Regions from separate parts of the Anas platyrhynchos genome. Here region 2 is linked to region 1. Evidence: chromatin contacts called from public Hi-C data. All regions are on one chromosome and are shown on one strand. Each heading gives the region's core, a stretch centred on a gene start, on an enhancer-like site or on the middle of the called end of the contact. The rest is flanking DNA. Distances are from core to core; before and after follow the strand shown. Region 1 holds the start of WIPF1 (WAS/WASL interacting protein family member 1). Region 2 holds the start of ATP5MC3 (ATP synthase membrane subunit c locus 3).

Evidence for each region. A called contact is a pair of places that touch in the nucleus more often than the background predicts.
Region 2: a contact with region 1 is called in a Hi-C map of subcutaneous adipose tissue, with 2.9 times the contacts expected there. The contact joins the promoter of ATP5MC3 here to the promoter of WIPF1 in region 1. A contact is called at or near these places in 4 of 8 Hi-C or Micro-C datasets (liver, skeletal muscle and subcutaneous adipose tissue).

Annotation. Positions count from the first base shown.
Region 1 is chr7:22,620,430-22,622,953 of IASCAAS_PekinDuck_T2T, reverse strand. It overlaps WIPF1 (WAS/WASL interacting protein family member 1), which reads left to right and starts at 1,258. Exons shown (of 8, transcript XM_072040964.1): 1 at 1,258-1,466.
Region 2 is chr7:22,815,648-22,818,171 of IASCAAS_PekinDuck_T2T, reverse strand. ATP5MC3 (ATP synthase membrane subunit c locus 3) reads left to right here and starts at 1,261. Exons shown (of 5, transcript XM_027461005.3): 1 at 1,261-1,417; 2 at 1,519-1,597; 3 at 2,509-2,524. The coding sequence starts at 1,559.

The sequences.
Region 1 (2,524 bases), core at 9-2,508:
GCACGTCCTCCCAACCCCTTCAGCTGGCTTCTAAACCAAGCAGATCCTGATGAGTGTTTATTACTTATCCCATATGGAGCTGGGAATAAACACATCATATGATATTTCTCCACTACCTAATCAAGAGGAAGCTGTTTGCCTGTATGTGATTTCGAATCTGCTTTCAGCTAACCAATGACCCAAATACAGTATGCAGAGTTTAGGAACCCCATGTGGATTTGTGAGCCTCTTTAGAAAGCTTTAGGTCTGTGATTCCATAAAGGCAGTAAGCAGAGAATACCTGCAGCTTTTCCATTTGTGAGCTCCCTAATTTTTGCTTGCGAACTAATCTAGGTCACGCACATAGGGCAGAAGAGGGTAGAGGGAAGGAAGAAAAAAAAAAAAAAAAAAAAAGAGCATTGTACCTGTTTTTCTGTATTGCAATGCCCCAAGCATTCAACAACACAAAAACGGAGAAATGACCTACATAAAAGGCTGGCAAGGTTTGAGACCTTACACTAGAGGCAAATCAGTAATGCCATTGCTCCCAGGACAGCATGTCTCACCTTAATGCTGTCGTTGTGATTGGTAATGTCTTAGTAAAAAGCACAAAATTAAATTTTTAGAGGTTAGCCCAGCACACAGATTACTCAGTCTTTGACCTCGCTGGGACATGTTGCTGCAAGGGAACCCAGAATGCATTGAAGTTTTTCGGGACACCTGTCCCTAACATTCATCTGGTTCAGACAGCAGCATTATGCAGCTGCTGAGCTGGACCATGTTCTTGCATGGACTGCACAAAAAGCATCCAAATACCTCCAAAAAGTGAAATCCTGCAGGGACAAAAAGCACCTAGGGTGAAATTTACCGGCCCGGTCAGACACCCAGCAGGCAGCCTCCTGCCCTTCCAGCCTCATTCCCGTCTGCCCAAGCACACCCTTTGGGCACAATTTTCCACTCCAGACCTCGGTACTGGTCCCAGAGACGTTAACAGAAGTTTTATTTCTAGGAATTTTAATCACGGTTAGAGGGAATAGGAAGCAGAGTATCTCTTGTCTGGCAAAGCCATCTCTGCGTGAGTTAATTGAGGCAAGAAGCACAAATCCCTTTAGGGCCACCATGCGGAGAGGGGTAATTGACCTTCCCACACCCCTGCGTACTGCAGACCTTCAGGGGAAAAAAAAAACAACTTCGTCTTCCTCGCTGCTTAATTCCCTTTGCCCTCCTCCCCCTGCCCGCCGCGGCGGGGCTGCCCCGCTCCTCCCCGGGCTGAGCCCCGCGGGCAGACCGGGGGGCACCGGGGGGCCTCGGGCAGCGCTGCGGGGCCCGGGGCCGGGCTCGGGGCCGGTGCAGCATCTCTGGCGGCGGGGAGCGGCGCCCCAGAGCCGCGCGGCGCCGCTTCCTGCGGCTATAAATAGCGCCCGGCCCAACATGCCCCGGCCGCCGCTGCGGCTGGAGCGCCGCCGGCTGCACCGCGACGGAGCGCGGTAAGGAGGGGGCCGGGGGGCCGGGCAGGGACCCCCGCCGGGACCCCCGGAGGCGGCAGGGACCGCGGCGCCCCGCTGTGGGCAAGGGGCGGCGCGGTGCCCCTCGGGGAGCCGGGAGCTGAGCCTCGCGTCGCGCCTGTCCCTTCTCTCTCTCTCTGTTTTCTTCCAGACTTCTCTATTCGGGCTTGGACGCGCTCCTGCCTCCTGCAGCCGCTCCCGCTCCTCCTCTGCGCTGGCCGGGCTGGCACCCTTCCTCCCTCCTTCCCCGCTTCCCCCCGGCGTTCCTGCTTCCCCCGGGGCAGGGGATGGCGTCGGGTGAGGCCTGGCCTCCGGGTGCACCCCGGGCTGTGCCTCTGCCCCGGCCTCCACGGGGGTGGCTGGCGGCACCGCATCCCTCCTGGCGGTGACACGGGTGGGGACAGCCCCGCCGAGCACGTGCGGTGCCCAGCCCGTGCTGCCGTCCCCTGTGGGCACCGGGTGAGCCCTGCGGCTGGGTGCCACCCAGGTCTCTGCCCTCTGAGCTGGCTCTCGGGGGTTTTCTGGAGGAGATGCGTTTGCAGACCTCGAGTAAACAGCCGTAAGGTCTCAGCCTTCCCTCCTCGTGTGCTGCTGTGCTCTAATGGCTGCTCCTCGCCTCTCAATAAAAACATCTCCTGTGGGGCAGGACCGTGTCCCTGCCCTGAGTGTGCGTTCTTCAGCCCCTGCCGTGTGCCCTGCTCAGGCCTCCTAACTAAAACAAGAGCTTGTCTCTGCTGCTCAGTAGATGTGCTTATTCAGGAATCCACTGTGAGGCAACTTTAAATTGCTTTTTTATTCCTGTGGCGCTTCCTCAAAGAAAGGGCCTTAGCAAGCAGCTTTCCTCAGTCTTCCTGGCCTCCAGAGGGTGGGCAGTGTGTTCTGCTCCTCGCTCATGCCCTTTGTCACTGCCTGCTTCCACTTTTCCCCTCCCTTTCTCCATGCCTGCCAGCTCCTCCAGCCACAGGGTGCCTAGGAGGCCCCATGGAGAAGTCCTGTCCTGTTAGTTAGTGCCTCCACACTGGACCTGTGGTGTGCCCTGC
Region 2 (2,524 bases), core at 12-2,511, 200 kb before region 1:
AATGGTGTCAGGCTGCGACAGGGGAAGTTCAGGCTGGCTATCAGGAAGAGGTTCTTCACCAAGAGGGTGGTTGTGCACTGGAACAGGCTCCCCAGGGACATAGTCACTGCACCGAGCCTGTTGGAGTTTAAGAAGCATTTGGACTGTGCTCTTAGTCATATGGTCTGAATTTTTGGGTAGATCTGTGTGGAGCCAGGAGTTGGACTCAATGATCCTTATGAGTCCCATCCAACTTGGGATATTCTACGATTCTATGAGTTGGAAATTACACCATTCCTTAGAGCACCAATGAACTTCTCTGGGGACCTAGCAGCAGGTCAAACCAATAGGAAATAGAGTGAGATTAACAGAAGTCTTTCTTTATGAAGAACTGCTTGAATTAAGCTGAACATGGTCCCCAGAGATCAATAACTGTGCTTCTGACTCCTCCTAAAAGCAACAACTGAGTTGCATGTAAAATATAATATCAGCTGTTATGCCTTAAGAGCAACAATAAACAAGTGTTTAATGGTGGTTTTTTATGTTGCTCAGACCAAACAGCTTGTGAATGCATTTTTGCAAAGCATTCCAGAGCAGGAATCATGACAGAAAATGCACAACACTCCTGAGACTCCAGGTTGATTTTAGGAACTGACAGGAAAATATGTGACTTGAGAACAAAAAGCACAGTCTGTTAGGGCATGTGAGATCACCCTGGCAAAGATGCAGAAGACAGATATAAAATGTACATTTGGATGGGTAATAAATACATTTATTTTGAGGTGAATAGAATTTAAATATTCACTGGTATGCCTTTGGTAGGGTGGTGTTGATCAGCAGTACAGCAGCGTGTAAGGAATTCCACCAGGGCAGCACCCACACTTACTTTATGTTTTTTTTATTCGTGGTGCTGGAAAGGTTCGTTACCACAGCGGCGTGTGGGTGGATTCTCAATTTTTTTCAACAAGAGAAGTTCTGACAAACTGGTAAAGGTTTTGCCACTGTCACGTATATCTTCCTCGATGTTTGCGCATGTACTTCTGTTCCCAAACCATGGGTGCAAAGTGTGAAGTAGAAAAAAAAAAAAAAAAAAAAAAAAAAAAAAAAAAGAGCTATATCTTTTCCTAGCCTGAAGGCCAGGCAAGGCCACAAACGCCCTCCCACCCCGCGGCCCAATGGAGGCTCCGTGTAGGACAGGGCGGGGGCGGGGCCGAGCGCGGGGGCGGGGCCACTCGGGGGCGGCCCCCTCCGCACCGCCCCCCGGCGCTGCCAATGGCGCCGGCACAAAGTGACCTTGGCGGCTCCCCCCCGCCCCTTCCGCCGCGCTGCATCCGGGCGCCCGCCGCCGGCCCCGCCGCGCCTGCGCAGAGCCCGCCCCTCCCGCAGCGCCAGCCCCAGCCCGTCGGCCCTGAGGAGCGGCAGCCGCAGCCGGAGCCGGGTGAGTGGCGGCGCCGCCATCCGCCCCCATCCGCCCCCATCCGCCCGCCCGCCCGCCGCCACCCGCCCGGCCGCCCCCTCACCCTCTCGCTCTCCCCGCAGAGACACCGGATTGTGGCCCCCGGGGACGCCGCCCGCCGAGATGTTCGCCTGCGCCAAGCTCGCCGCCTCGCCCGCCCTGGTGAGCGCGGCGCCCCCGGCCCGCGGAGAGGCCCCGGCCGCTCCTCACCGCGCCCCCCCGGGGCCGGGCGGCGGCCGCGGGGCAGCGGGGGCCGGGAGGGGCCCTGGGGCTGCCCTAGGACGAGCCCCGGGGGACGTGGGGGGTGGTAGGGGGGCGGCGGGGCCGGGGGCTGCCTCGGTTGGGGCCGGGGTCCTCGTCAAGGTGAGGGGCCCCTTGGGGCGGGCAGGGCCGCGCAGCGCCCGGCGGCTGGGCCTGGTGCGCAGCGCCTCGCTGTAGGTCAAACTCCAGGCAGTGCCCGGCCTGCGCGGGGCGGGGGATTCTTGCCCTTGTGGAGACAAGGGGCTGACCTCCTTCCAAACGTCCTCTCTGGCCTGCGGAACAGCCCCTCTCGCAAGCAGCGGGCACGGCACGGCCTGCAGGAAGAGCTTTGTGCGAGAGCAGGGATGACCTTAGGCGGCTGGAAGCCCAAGGACATACGCAGGCCTCTCGTGAAGGAGGATTCATTCATTGGTGCCTTGCTAGGCTTCAATGTCTACGCTACGTCCTTGCGTTTAGCAACCTGGGAATTCATTTTGGAATCTTGTATTTTCTCATTTTAAAACGCATATCGCTGCCACCTGGTCTGTTTTCCCTTTACTTGGTCGCTGTTTTGTTACGTTTCCTGTCAGCAGGAATAGCTTCATTGAATAATCTAGCTATTCATAAAATGTCATCTGAAAACGGCGCTATCAAATTGCGCGGCAGCATTTGTTTCCATATAATCTACTGTATATCCAGCAGTGCAAAGATTTCTGTCTTTCTGTTAAGACAAATGGGTTAGCAGATGATAGTCTTAAAACCTTAAATAAGACTTTACAGGAACAACTGTAATCAGGTGTTTCTTCTTTATAACTTTTTCCCTCCTTTTCCAGATCCGTGCCGGATCAA